5 separate regions of the Mus musculus genome follow, and all the other regions are linked to region 4. The links are chromatin contacts, called in public Hi-C, HiChIP or PLAC-seq and promoter capture Hi-C maps. All regions are on one chromosome and are shown on one strand. The core of a region is the stretch at or near the end of the contact, and the rest is flanking DNA. Distances in the headings are between cores, read along the strand shown.

Region 1 (2,775 bases), core at 73-2,572, 540 kb after region 4:
GAGAGAGTGCATACTTTTTTTTTTTTCCCTTTTTCCTTTTCCTTTTCCTTCTTTTTTCCCTTTTCCCTTTCCCTTTTCTTTTTTCTTTCTTTCTTTCTTTCTTTCTTTCTTTCTTTCTTTCTTTTTTTTTTTGGGGGGGGGTCTTTTTGAGACAGGGTTTCTCTGTGTAGCCCTGGCTGTCCTGGAACTCACTCTGTAGACCAGGCTGGCCTTGAACTCAGAAATCCACCTGCCTCTGCCTCTCGAGTACTGGGATTAAAGGTGTGCGCCACCACGCCCGAGAGGGTGCATACCTTGATGACGCTGTCCTTACAGTCCACCACGCGTTCAAAGGTCTGGCTGAGGATCTCGATGTCTTGGTGAAGCTCTCTGGTCTTCACCTCCCTGAGGATGGTTCTCCACTGCGTGTTAATCTTATTAAGGTTTAGAGCGCTGTTGTGTTCTTCTTTGGCCAACTTGTCCTGAGGGAGGAGTAATCACATGCGTTTCAGCCAAGGCGAAAGGTCCACCTCGGTGCTATCGATACCACGCTGAAAAATACCAGTCCCCGTGTATTCTCACAAACAAAGCCCTTGGCAGCCAACACTCGGGGGCTCCTGTTTGTGGTTTCCAATGAATGGGTTCCCTTCAGGGTGAAGCATCAGAGAAGAGTTTCTAACGACCCCACTCCAGACCCAACCTCAGAATTCAAGACAGCTGAATTTGGACACCTGACAGCATCCACTGTCCTAATTCTGGGGGCTCGGTTGATACTGCCAAACTCAATTCTCCCCTCCCCCATGTTTCACAGAGAATGCCCTAGGCAAAAACCAATGTTGTCTGAAGCCCATGTATTTTGGGACCAAGGACTTCAGAGGGATAGGAAAGGATGAAAATGAGCCTGCCACAAGGACGCGACCCCAGGCAACGGTACCAGTGCATGGGCGGTGGGTTTGGGGGTTTGGGGGTTTGGGCAGGACACACTGCAGACGAGCATCACCTTCAAGAACTGGGTGAGGAGTCTCTCTTTCTTCTTGGCTGCCTCTTCGTCAGCCAGCATCTTTTGCTGAAATATAAGCAGCTGATCTTCCTCGGACAGGGGTGCCTTGGGCAACTTGGGCTTTTTTCCTTTTTTAGACATGGCTGGGCTGCGGACTGGGTCCGGGCAAGGAGCCTCTGCCTGCTGCTACGAGCCACTTGTGAGGAATTAGAAAGAAAAACTTCCCATAGACAGGGAGGGACCTTCTGGAGCTAAGGTAATGGGGCCTTAGACCTCTGTCCTCCACGCCAAGAGTGCTCAGGCGACACCCGACTCCCAGCTGGAGAACAGAAAGACGCATCTTGTCTCCTAGCAACAAGGACCTTCGCTAAGACCGCGGGGTGAGAAATAGGGAGGCAGCATTACTTCAGCGCCCCCTGCATGCCGGAGGACCGCAGTCAGTTCTTTTAAGTAGGCTTTTTTTTTTTTTTTTTTTTTTTTTAAATCAAGAACCCTAGTCTCTCTTAAAAAAATAATAAATGTCTTCAAATAGTTTTTCCATTTTACTTTTTAATTTGGTGTATGCCTGGTTTGTCCACGTGTGTGTCTGAGCACCGTGCGCATGCCTGGTGCCTGCAGAGGTCAGAAGACAGCATCGGATTTCGTAGAACAGGTCAAAACCACTTACACATACATACAAATAATGAGATGGTTCACTGGGTAAGGGAGGTACTGCCAAGCCCAATGGTCTGAGATCACAAGCACCTGGAACCCCAGTTTCAGGAGATCAAAACACGCCTTTCTGGCCTCGGTGGACGCTGCATTAACGTGCACAAACACACATACACATAAAATATTTAAAAATATTTTGTAAATTGTCTCCTTAGTGATAGAGAGATGGCTCAGAGGCAAAGAGCACTTGCCACTCTTGCAGAAGACCTGGGTTTGGTTCCTAGCACCCACATGGGCAGCTCATGACTGTTCATAACTCCAGTCCCAGGGGATCTGACTCCCTCATCTGACCTCTGTGGACATGGGGTAGACACATGGTCCACACATATACATGCAAGAGAAACGCAAATACACATAAATAAATCTTACTAAAAAATTAAGACAGTGTTTCAGTGTAGCCCTGGATGGCCAGAAACTCACTGTATAGATAGAAATCCATCTACTTCTGCCTCGCCCCACATCCCCCACCCCCAGTGCTTGGATCAAATGTAGGAGTCATCACTTCCAGCTTAAATTTGTTTCTCTCTCTCTCTCTCTCTCTCTCTCTCTCTCTCTCTCTCTAAATGTGTGAGTGCTTCATTTGCATGTATACCTGCTTGCCTGAAGAAGGCATCAGACCCCATGACAGATGGTTGTGAGTTGATGGGAATTGAACTCAAGATCTATGGAAGAGCAGCCAGTGTTCTTAACCGCTGAGCCATCTTTTCAGCTCCTTTTTTAAAAAAGATTTATTTATTTATATGTAAGTACACTGTAGCTGTCTTCAGACACTCCAGATGAGGGAGGTTGTGAGCCACCATGTGGTTGCTGGGATTTGAACTCCGGACCTTCGGAAGAGCAGTCAGGTGCTCTTACCCACTGAGCCATCTCACCAGCCCTCTTCAGCTCCTTAAAAAAAATTTTTTTTTAACCCTACTTTTCAAGGGCAAAATCTGTGGCTAACAAAAAGATGTACACCAGTGCACACTCCCTCCTAGGAATATCTGCACCTGAAGCAGCATCGAAGCCCCCAATCACACACTGTGACCTCCAGGCAGCCAGCTGTGCCCTTCTCATGCCTGCTCTTCAGTCTTCTGTCTCTCTCT
Region 2 (2,700 bases), core at 147-2,646, 520 kb before region 4:
AGCAACCACATGGTGGCTCACAACTATCTGTAATGAGATCTGATCCCCTCTTCTGGGGGTGTCTGAAGATAGCTACAGTGTACTTACATATAATAAATAAATAGGCCAAAGCGATCTGGGCCCAAGCGGGCTGGAAACAATAAATAAATAAAAAAATAAAGTTGAGGTGGTTTGTAAGATAAGGAAATGAGAGTTCTGGAGTCTAAGTATTTTCTTTCTTTTTTTTTTAAGATTTATTTATTTATTATATCTAAGTATACTGTAGCTATCTTCAGACACTACAGAAGAGGGAGTCAGATCTCATTACAGATGGTTGTGAGCCACCATGTGGTTGCTGGGATTTGAACTCCAGACCTTCGGAAGAGCAGTCGGGTGCTCTTACCCACTGAGACATCTCACCAGCCCCTCTAATTATTTTCTAATTACAGCTGTTGGTCTATATGACTTTGGGCAAACTATTCTGCCTCTTTGGACTTCAGTTTATTCCTTCATAAACTGCTACATGACAGATGTCATTAAAACTAGCGGTCATTTATTTTCCTTTTGCCTTGTTGCTTTTTTTTCCCCCCATTACCTTCTGCCTCAAGAGGGGAGAGGAGGAACCTTTTGTCCTGTACTGTATGCAAACTGGTCTTAAAAGGAAGGGACAATTCTCTCCCTTTGGTCACCCAAGTGCGGAGCCGTCAGCTGTGAAACACTACCTCCCACAGACACTCAAAAGGGAATGGGGGTGGGATGGGGAGGTCTCATGAAGTTCATTTTGGCCCTGAACTTGCAGAGAACGACCCTGAGCCCCAAGTGGGATTACAGTGGAGGCTGGAATTACAGGCTTTTAATGTAAAGATATTTCAAAGCCTTGTGTTTTCTCTGAGAAAAAGTGAAGGTAACTTTTAAGGCCTAAAGCCAAGGAGGGGGGTGGAGATCAAGGAAGTGCAAAAAAGGAGAAGGAGGAGTAGGAGGAGGAGTATGAGGAGGAGGAGGAGGAGGAGGAGGAGGAGGAGGGGGAGGAGGAGGAGGAGGAGGAATCAACTAGGATGAACAGCACAGCCGGCTGGCTGGGACACCGGGACTGTAAGTGATGATCAGGAACGTATAGCCGGGCCGGGAGCCAGAAAGAACTTGAATCTGCTGGACTAGGAAGAGTGTTTCCAAAAGGGAGAAACTAGCCTGAGGTAGGGGTGTGACCATGGTGATGTCGAACCTGCTGAAAGAAACTGGGCGTGGCTCGGGCTGCAGGTGAGGGGCGTGACCAGGACAGGTGGGCGTGGCCAAGAAGAAATGGGCACGCGGGGCGAGGCCGGGACCCACATGAGGGGCCTGGGCTGCTGCGACGGAGAAGTGGGCGGGAAGGCGGGATGGGCGGGGAGGAGGCCATCCTTGCGGGAGAGGCGGGCTGGGCGGCTGGGAGGACCCAGGGACGGAAGAGGGTGGCCGTAGGCCGGGCCCCGCCTCGGGGCCGCCTCCCAGCGGGTTCCTTTTGCCTTGACTGCCTCCGAGGCTGTGGCGGCAGTGGCCGCCGGGCGCGCGTAAGATGGCGACTGCAGCAGCGGAAACCCTGGGCCTCCTGTGGGGTTGGCTGTGGAGCGAGAGCTTCTGGCTGCCTCAGAACGTGAGCTGGGCGGACCTGGAGGGCCCGGGCGACGGCTACGGCTACCCGCGCGCCCAGCACGTGCTGTCGGTGTTCCCGCTGGCAGTGTGCATCTTCTCCGTGAGGATGCTGTTTGAGCGGTGAGCGTTGCTGCGCGGGGCCGGGGATGGCGGGGGGTAGGGGCGGGACGCCTGGGCCGGAGACCGAGGGCCGGAAGCCGAGGCGGCGGGGCGGGGGAGCCGGGGAGCCCGGGCCGCGGCGGGGATGCTCGGAGCCCGGCGACGCGCCCCTGGAGCCTGCGTGCGCGCAGACCGCGCGAGTCTAGGGTGTGGGCGAGTGAGAGAGAATCGAGGGGAGTGCTGGGCCTCAGAAGTGCAGATCACAGAGTCGCATGGAGCTCTCGAAGGCTGCCTCCCAATCTCCAGGAACCCAAGAGTGAGTCGTGCTCCCGCAGTGCCCGGCGAGAGGAACGGGAAGGGCCTGGGAGAACCAGAATTAGCTGGGGTCCTGGAAGCTTGTGGGTTCAGTGCAAGCGCCAGAGCTTCCGAGCGACGTAGGTGGATGCATGAGATGTAATGTTTGCTAAAGTTACTTTACTTCTGGGGTTTGAAACAACAGGATCAGTTAGGCCCCAAGCCCTGATTTGTTAGCGCGTGAACGTGTTAGTATGACAGCAGACGTCTGGCTAGGATAGGGTGTGGTGAAGCCTGAGGCTTCCAACATTTGGGGAAGGTGTCAAGAGGAACTGCTGAACGGGCCTTGGAAGCCTGAGATGGGAGAAGTGGTCATTTTGAAGGCGATGGAGCCTGAGACTTTATTGGAAACAGCTTTGTGAACCAGCTTCTAAGGTGGTAGTATTCACAACATACTTTGCCCAGCTACATGCTCTGGGCAGAAGATCCCCCCCACCCCACCCCCACCCCGTTCTTCAAAGGGCTAGTCTTATCTGCTGCCAAAAAGACACTGTTCTTCAAGGATCTGATGCGATCTGTAATGAGGATCAATCATAGCTGTGTTTTTGATAAAGCTTACTCAAACTCCAAGGAAGTACTTTCCTCGTAGGCAGAGACGCCTTCTGTAAAAACCTTATCTAGAACAAACACGACACTGAT
Region 3 (2,700 bases), core at 35-2,534, 520 kb after region 4:
CTAGAGTTACAGACTTTTTGAGCCATCTGATGTGTGTGCAGGGAATTGGTCTTTGGAAGAGCAGCAAACTCTCTTAAGCACTGAGCCATCTATCCAGCCTCTGACAATGAGCATTTAAAAAATAATTCCTGGGTTAGGGGTGTTAACTAAGGCGCTTGCCAGGTATGAGCAGAGCCCTGCCTGGACTGGATCCCCAATACCACAAAGCCACCCCCAGAGAACATGAGAGCTTAATTAGAATGATAGCATTATATATGGAGGCACTCGCTAATGGGGCTGGAAGAGGAAATCCCAAAGGAAACTGGTTGGGTATTAGAGATGGAAGAAATCTCAGAATGTCGGTACAGGAGAACCACCAAGACAGCCAGGTCAGGGAGGTCAGGTTCTTCCAAATAAGAGGAAGTGTGTGTTGGGTGTGTGTGTGTGTAGTCTGAGCTGCTGGCCAGACACACAGGTGGAATTGTGTTTACAACCGGTATCAATGCTAAAGAAGACAACGAACCAAGAAACAGCCTGAGAATAAATATGGTATGGAAGGACACCATGCCAGACAGCCTTTGAGTGAGTGACCAGGAGCTGGGTACCACAGCTTAGGTTGTCAGTGAGTGTTCAGACCATGAAATTCGAAACTGGTAAGGCTGCCTAAAATTACTTGAGCCCCCTTTAAAAACTGAAGTCCTTGCATAAACACAAGACTGGTGTCCGTGCTGCTGTTGTGAAAAGGATTTGTGGAAAACAGGAAGGAAACGCCATTGCTGGTAGGAGAAGATCTGTGATGGATCACTTTTTACAGGAAGATGCCCCGTAATGCTTCCCAAGACAGGAGGCTGGAGAAGCCGCCAGCTCTTTCTGGACATACCCGAGAGCAGAATGAACAGGAGTGTGAAGGGTCAGCCGACTTGGACACCTGCCTCTGGGCTTAGTGGAAAGGGACAGATCTTAGAAGACCGAGCAGAGCACAAATGCTAGCCCTGTGCTTGAGTACTGTCACCAGTTGCCATGTTAACCTTGGGCAAGTGCCCTAGCTATGAAATGGGGACAAGTGTGTGCCTCCCTTTCCTGGCCATTCGCAGGTTAGAGACAAACGAACGCCCCTCTTTACAGTTGGTAATGGCAAATATGTGCTATTACATGATCCAGCCGTCGTCATGGGTCAGAAAGACTGTTAGATGGGTCACCATCCGCGACCTCCATCACAGGTTAGGGAATTCTGCAGTCTCTTCCCCTCTAGGAGGTGGGGACAAAGTGGAGGGAGGGCTGCAAGAGGAGGAGGAGGAGGAGCTAGCGCCTTGAAAACCCGCCCATACCAGTCTGGCCTGGAGTGAGGGAACCCGTCCTGGTCGCGTGCACCCGAACAGCCTGCCCTGGTATCCTGGTGCTCTGACCCGGTCCAATCATGACCCTGAGCCCTTTGCTCCTACCACTCCAGCTGTTACTGCTGCTACTGTTCAGTGGGGCGGTGTGCCGGGCTGAGGCTGGGCCAGAAACCGAAAGTCCTGTCCGGACCCTCCAAGTGGAGACCCTGGTGAGGAGACTGTGGTGCCACTCCCCTCCCCCCACCCCATGTCCCGCCGTTCCCCTTTACGGCCAGGGATCGCGGGGAAGCCTGGGACTCTAAATGGTCCTGTGAGAGTGAAGAGGAAAGAAGCGAAGGAACTGAGTTGGGGGAAAAGGTGCTGGGTCTCCAGAGGAGCTTAGGAGGAGCAGCCTTGACCCTTGTAGTCTGATCGTAGGTGCAGCCCCCTGAATCGTGCACGGAATCTGCTGCCATTGGAGACACGCTCCACATACACTACACGGTGAGGGGCTTGGGGGTCCGGGGCGTGGCCTGGGAGGGGCGGCGCCCGGCTGAAACACGTCAGCTTTGGCTTGGACACGTGGCAAGCTATCCTAGAGAACTTGAGTCCTAGGATCAGCCCGCACGTGGGGGCGTCCTCTCGCCTGCTTCTCTTTCTTCCTTGTTTTCTGCCGATTCCTCTCCAGCGCTGAGAAAAGAAGGATAGAGAGAGCTCCAAGAAGCGCCAGCCCCGTGGGGCTTCCTGTTCCTTCTTGCCCATGGTGGTGGTGGGTGGAAGGAGATGGGGACAGGACACAAGTTTGTTAAAGGGGTTGCTTCCTTCCGGGTGGTCCCAAATTGTGGGAAGAATGGTGGGTTTAGACCCACCATTTTTTTTTGTCTTCAGGGCAGTTTGGTAGATGGACGCATTATTGACACTTCTCTGACCAGAGATCCTCTGGTCATAGAACTCGGCCAAAAGCAGGTGATTCCAGGTATGTGCCCCGTGCCTCTGACCTCTCCCTAGCCTAAGCCCTTGCTTGCTTGCCGGCTGTATTGCTCTGGAACAGCCGCTAGAATGAAAAGGATCCCAAGGCTCTCCCGCTACCTCAGACTCCACTTCTAACACTCTTCTTGCCCCACACATCACTGCGGCAGAGAGTCTGAGAAGTGGAGCTAAGCTCATTTGATGACGGGGAGCCTTTGATTTTCCTCTTGGGTACTGTGGGGAAGATATGTAGCTTCTAGTTCAGTTTTGCCTTCTTCCTCAAGGTCTGGAGCAGAGCCTTTTGGACATGTGTGTGGGGTGAGTATCTGAAGGCCGGGGCCTGACTGCTCCTTTTTCCGGGTAGAAGGTTTCTCTGTCATCCCTTCTCCAGTGGCAGGACGTTGTAGAGTAAAGGGCCCCTGACTTCATACTGGAG
Region 4 (2,723 bases), core at 211-2,710:
TCATCTGTATAGATACTAAACCACACTATATTTTGCACAACCCACCAGACTGTGTCCTAGTTTGTTTTTAATTGCTGTGATCAAAACACTGTAACTAAAGGCGACCTGGGAAGCAAAGGGTCTATTTCATCTCATAACTTTCTTTTTTTTTTTTTAAGATTTATTTATTGGTTATATGTAAGTACACTGTAGCTGTCTTCAGACACTCCAGAAGAGGGAGTCAGATCTCGTTATGGATGGTTGTGAGCCACCACGTGGTTGCTGGGATTTGAACTCCAGACCTTTGGAAGAGCAGTCGGGTGCTCTTACCCACTGAGCCATCTCACCAGCCCCTCATCTCATAACTTTCAAGTCACTGTCTATTACCGAGGAAAGTTGGGGCAAGAACCTCAAGGCAGGCACTGCTTAGACCTCCCACATCTATCCAAACAAGAAAACACACCCCAGACTTGCCTACCAACCAGTCTGAAGGAGGCATTTTCTCAACTGAGCGCGAAGATTCTAGCTAGTTTCAAGTTGACAAACCTCTAACAAGCACACTGTATACCAGAAAACTTTGTTTTGGGAGCGATAAAGCAAATACATGCTCGTTAAATAAGTAACAGTATATTATGAAGAGAAGACTTGCAACTTGTCAGGGTCGTCCATTTGACACTTAAGTTCAGGATGTCAGGCACGCTGGGCAAACGCTCTTCCCGGAAGCTCCTCCAGCCAGAGCTGCTCCACTTTTGTGCCCCTCAAAGAAGGCATGAAAGAGCTATTAGAGCCCAGTCTCCCTAGCTTTCCCGGGCATCTCTCACGGCCCCAAAGTCTGGACGTCTCCTGTTCTCTGGGAACTAGTTCTTTCTTTCAAAACAGTTTCCTCAGGGAACACTGTCCTCTGAAAAGGATTCGGTTGGTTTGCTGGCTACCCACGACTGACCCCAGCAGTCTAGATGGAGTTCTTCTGGCGTAAGCAACTGGCGCCGCTCCTTCTAAGGAGTGTTTCCTTAGGAACGCGGCCACCATCCTGCATCTCCCCCTTAGACAGGAATTTTCGGGATCGTACTGTACGCCACAGTTAGAGCAAACTCTCCAACATGTTCCTCCAGTCCTGTGCTTAGCAAAGAGCCTGACCGAATCCCTTATCTGAAAACACTGGCAGATAAAACAATACAAGATTTGGTCCAGAGAGACCTACCAAGGTTAGTGCTAATTACGAATGCACGGCGGCCCCGCCCCTCCCAGCGTCGCCTGGGCGGGGTCTCAGCACAAGCCCCGCCCTCCCGCTGCGTTTTCCAACACGGAAACCTCCGCGGTTCCTATAATTAACACTGCCTGGTGCCTCCCTAAGCGCTTCTGCCAACCGGGAAAGCTGTATTTCCGGCTCCCCGCAAAATGGTTTCCACTAAGGCGCACGGCCACGCCCCTTCCACTTACGGGTCCAGGACGAACCGGAAGAGATCGTCCAACCCTTCGTTCGCAACCCGGAAGTAGATGTGTCTCACGGAAGCCGGCTTTGGCCCTGCGGCTCCTGCCGTCGCCGCGGAGAAATTGTTGGAGCTGGCAGCCTAGGAATGGTGAGACCCCGCGACTCGTCTCCTAGTGTTCTGAGTAGACCTGGAGGGTGAAGTGGAGTTTCCCAACGTGCCTCGGGGCACAACCCCACAACAAGATTTGGGGCCCCGCCCCGGTATCGCCCCGAAAAATCTGCGCATGCGTAAGTCCGATCAGGCCAGGCTCTGGCCTGCGGTGTTACGCATGCGCACAGGTGGCATGCTTGAGGTGGGATGAGAATTGTCTGGGAGTTGGTCCTGGTTCGCTACCACCGGCCTGTGGGCCTCAGAGCCAGATGGCGAGATCGATGCAGTAGTATGGAGCCGAAGAGTTGACTAAATTACCACTGCTCCCCAGAGTCCCTGAAACAGACCTGCACTGATCCCTCACCTTGGGGGTGCCCTGTCGGGAGGAGGGAAGGGAAGGAGGGCAAGCACTTTGCCTTAGTTGCTCGTGGGACTGGACACCTGCACCCCCCTTCTGTGGTACCCACGGAGCTGGTCGTGGAGCGTCCTTAAAGGCAGAGCCAGAACTTTGCTCTACGAGACGCCGGAGTCAGGAGGGGCGGGGCTGCCAAAGCGCTGGGTATTCATACAGTTCCCAAACCACGTTTGAATCGTCCGAAGGAACCACCCGCTTTAGTAAAAGCTGCAAATGGAAGGGAAAGCAAAAGGGTAGCGAGATAGTGGGATTCCATCTACCTTCCCAGGCTGTGGCCTGGGGGCAGGCTGGTGCTGCTGATTTGAGTAGACAGGCAAAGGAAAACAAATGAGTCAGGAATCCCTTGACCCTTTCTGGTTAACGTTCCAAATGCTTAATTTAGGATTCACTGGTAAAATTAAGAGAGATCTCTGAGCCTAATACGTTTTTTCCCACATCTTTTTATCATTCACACAAAGGCCTCAGTGACTCCCACATAGCTACTTATATTTTTTGTTTTTATTGTTTGGAGCAGAGGCTCACCATTATATAGATAGCCCTGGCTTGCTCTGTAGACGAGGCTGGCCTTAAAGTCAACAGAGATCCACCTGCCTCTACCTCTACCTCTACCTCTACCTCTACCTCTACCTCTACCTCTACCTCTACCTCTACCTCCGCCTCCACATGCTGGGATTAACTGTCAGAGCCATCAGACCAGGTAATAGCTACTAATGGTTAGGTGCAATTGAGAGTAGAGCTCTTTTGCC
Region 5 (2,700 bases), core at 32-2,531, 720 kb before region 4:
TTATGGGCATAGTTAACAAATGCCAAGTTGCAAAGTTGCAGCTTTGCTGGATTGACGTTTTCACAATGTAAGAACAATATGATCTGGAATCTACTCAAAGCATTTGCCAGGCAGTCAGCTGATGCTCACTCAACACAACCGGGCAGAAACGAGAGAAATTAAACTTCATTATTTGTCTAAGACAGGTAATCACTACCTTGAAATCTCAAACAGGCGGACGGTAGACGGTCCAATAGAAACGGTATTTCCACCGATCCAACACCACCACAAAACCCCGGCTTCACCTAAGTTTCTCTCCTCCTTTGCAATTTTCCTTGTAACTGGCCCCGAACAGGTTCGCGGAATCAACCCGCACCACGCAGCCGCAGCCCGAGTAACTTTTACAAAAGGTCAGAGCGGTGCCTTTCAAGGCTTCCGACCCCTGTGGGGCTTCGCCGTTCGCACCAGCTCGCTTTCTCCCCCCGCACCCCCCTCGAACGTTCCAGAGCCGGCGGACGCAACCCAACAAAATTTTGGTGCAGCTTGGGGGGTCCGGAGGTGGGGGGAGCGGGCGAGCTTTCTACTCTCTTAAAAAAAAAAAAAAACAACAACAACACGCCCCTCCCCAGTTAGCGAGACAAAACCCCACCGCGCCCGCAGTTCCCCTTCTCCCGCGCTCCCACATGTTGCTCGCTCCGTCCCAGGCGGCCCCGCGAGGCCTCGCTCACCCCCAGCGCGCCCACCTGATCGCCCTTTCTCCGCAGGCTCCGCCCCCGCCGCCCGCCCGCCCGCTCGCCTCCTTCAGGAGCTCCATATGGGACACCCTCGGCTCCCTCGGCTCCTCACGCCACCTCAGCCCAGCCCCCGACGCGCCGCCTTCCCTTTCCCTGCCGCCGGGGGCCTCGACCCACACAGGCTCCTCGGGCCTGCGGAGGGCACAGCGGGGCTGCACGGCCTGCACGGCCCAGGTGCTGTGTCAGCCTCTCGTCGGGCTCCGCGGCGTGGACGGCCTGGAAAGTCACATGGCGGTGGGACCGGCCCGCGCCCCGAACACTCCGGCTCTTCTCAGAGCCCGACCGGGCGACCCGAGCCACTCACCTCAACGAAGAGCAACATGTCTGCTTCCGCTCGGCCCGATCGTTCACGCTGCCGCGACTCCAACTGGCTCCCAGGCCCGGGCCCCGGTCGGTAGGATAAGGACACTCGCCTTGCCCCTCCACCCGGCAGTGGACCCGGCTCCTCCCCCGCCGTCAGCCGCTGCGCCCTGACCCGCCCAGTCCCTCCTCCCGGGAAGCAACAACTGTTTCCGGTTCTGGAGGAAAACTGCTTCCGGGGGCGGAGGGCCTGCCCGCCCCTGTGCGTGCTTCGCTCCGGCAGGCTCGTCTGTGGCGGCGAAGGCGAAAGTGTGTGGTACGTGTCGCGTGTGGGTCGACGCCCGGGAGGCCGCGCCGGGCTGTGCAAAACGCTCACTAAAGCATTTGTACTTTCTACCAAAAAGCTGACACCGCACTGCTAACCCTTGCGCAGATTCGTGGTTAAAAACCTAGGTCCGATTAAAAAGCGACCGAGTGCACCCGCCCCTGCTGATGACGTACTGGCTCCTCCCGCCCCTCATTAGAAAAAAAAAAAAAAAAGCTGAAGAGGGAGCTAAGATACTCTTCAGCTACTCAGTGCTTGTACTTTACTAAGCATTTTGCATAAGTTAATCTTAAGACCCTATGAATGTATTGTTGGAGGAGTGCTGGAACAGTCAGATTCCTTTCGCTACAACTTTGATAAAACTTTAGCCCAAGCCCCTCGGAATCAGGTCTCATTAACATAATGATGCTCCGCTGTGATGCTTAATGCTCTACTAAAAATAATTAGCCTAGATCTCTTCTTTATTATGTTTTCATAGTCAAATAAAATAGTATACAAATATTTAATTATTTTTACTAGAGTTATTCTTCCTCTACCAGTCTCTATTGCTCCAGTTTCAAACACTTTTTTTTTTTTTAATTTAAAAAAACATGAGCCGGGCGTGGTGGCACACGCCTTTAATCCCAGTACTTGGGAGGCAGAGGCAAGCGGATTTCTGAATTCAAGGCCAGCATGGTCTACAGAGGGAGTTCCAGGACAGCCAGGGCTACACAGAGAAACTCTGTCTCAAAAAAAACAAAAAAATAAAAAATTTACATATATATATTTGTGTGTGTGTGTGTTTCCGTTTTTTTGAGACAGGGTTTCTGTGTAGACTAGGTTGTTCCCGGAACTCACTTTGTAGACCAGGCTGGCTTGAACTCACAGAGATCTACCTATCTGCCACCTGAATGCTGGAACAACACCTTAAAGTGATGTTTTCATTTCATCAACTCTTGCTTGTTTTCTTGTTTTTTTTTTTTTTTTTTTTCCCCACTTTGAGACAGGGTTTCTCTGTGTAGATCTTGGCTGTCCTAGAACTCACTTTGTGGACCTGGCTGGCCTAGAACTCAGAAATCCGCCTGCCTGTGCACCCCCACCCCCACCCCCACCGAGTGCTGAGATTAAAGGTGTGTGCCACCATGCCCAGCCCTCTTTATCTTTCTTAAAAATTTATTTTCATTCTATACATATGGCTCTTTGCCTGCAGGCATGTATATGCTCCCTCCTGCATGCCTGGGAACTGAACCTGAGTCCTCAACAAAAGCAACCAGTGCTCTTAACAAAAAAGGTTAGACCATCTCTGCAGGCCTAACCTTTCAA

What was found. Promoter capture Hi-C pulls out the DNA fragments that hold promoters and counts their contacts. A called contact is a pair of places that touch in the nucleus more often than the background predicts. HiChIP or PLAC-seq counts read pairs in DNA pulled down with a chosen protein or histone mark.
Region 1: a Hi-C map of muscle stem cells shows a contact between it and region 4, with 4 times the contacts expected there. The contact joins the promoter of Ccdc65 here to the promoter of Mcrs1 in region 4. A contact is called at or near these places in 1 of 484 Hi-C or Micro-C datasets (muscle stem cells), 1 of 115 datasets of contacts at active chromatin or transcription factors (pancreatic cancer cells) and 1 of 9 other capture datasets (liver).
Region 2: a promoter capture Hi-C map of neutrophils shows a contact between it and region 4, with 2.9 times the contacts expected there. The contact joins the promoter of Cers5 here to the promoter of Mcrs1 in region 4. A contact is called at or near these places in 4 of 39 promoter capture datasets (liver, neutrophils and pre-B cells), 1 of 115 datasets of contacts at active chromatin or transcription factors (the 230-238 cell line) and 1 of 9 other capture datasets (pancreatic islet).
Region 3: an H3K4me3 HiChIP or PLAC-seq map of bone marrow-derived macrophages shows a contact between it and region 4, with 3 times the contacts expected there. The contact joins the promoter of Fkbp11 here to the promoter of Mcrs1 in region 4. A contact is called at or near these places in 1 of 115 datasets of contacts at active chromatin or transcription factors (bone marrow-derived macrophages) and 1 of 9 other capture datasets (adipose tissue).
Region 5: a Hi-C map of cardiomyocytes shows a contact between it and region 4, with 2.8 times the contacts expected there. The contact joins the promoter of Larp4 here to the promoter of Mcrs1 in region 4. A contact is called at or near these places in 3 of 39 promoter capture datasets (the SN4741 cell line, liver and neutrophils), 1 of 484 Hi-C or Micro-C datasets (cardiomyocytes) and 2 of 115 datasets of contacts at active chromatin or transcription factors (bone marrow-derived macrophages and pancreatic cancer cells).

Annotation. Positions count from the first base shown.
Region 1 is chr15:98,706,741-98,709,515 of GRCm38.p6, reverse strand. Ccdc65 (coiled-coil domain containing 65) reads right to left here and starts at 1,322. Exons shown (of 8, transcript NM_153518.2): 1 at 980-1,322; 2 at 294-461. The coding sequence starts at 1,120.
Region 2 is chr15:99,771,211-99,773,910 of GRCm38.p6, reverse strand. It overlaps Cers5 (ceramide synthase 5), which reads left to right and starts at 1,396. Exons shown (of 10, transcript NM_028015.2): 1 at 1,396-1,728. The coding sequence starts at 1,532.
Region 3 is chr15:98,726,782-98,729,481 of GRCm38.p6, reverse strand. Fkbp11 (FK506 binding protein 11) reads left to right here and starts at 1,284. Exons shown (of 6, transcript NM_024169.4): 1 at 1,284-1,525; 2 at 1,734-1,799; 3 at 2,184-2,271; 4 at 2,549-2,582. The coding sequence starts at 1,397.
Region 4 is chr15:99,250,698-99,253,420 of GRCm38.p6, reverse strand. It overlaps Mcrs1 (microspherule protein 1), which reads left to right and starts at 1,460. Exons shown (of 15, transcript NM_016766.3): 1 at 1,460-1,559. It overlaps 1700120C14Rik (RIKEN cDNA 1700120C14 gene), which reads right to left and starts at 1,633. Exons shown (of 3, transcript NR_045627.2): 1 at 1,420-1,633.
Region 5 is chr15:99,971,361-99,974,060 of GRCm38.p6, reverse strand. Larp4 (La ribonucleoprotein domain family, member 4) reads right to left here and starts at 1,281. Exons shown (of 16, transcript NM_001024526.2): 1 at 1,078-1,281. The coding sequence starts at 1,095. It overlaps 2310068J16Rik (RIKEN cDNA 2310068J16 gene), which reads left to right and starts at 774. Exons shown (of 1, transcript NR_028124.1): 1 at 774-1,894.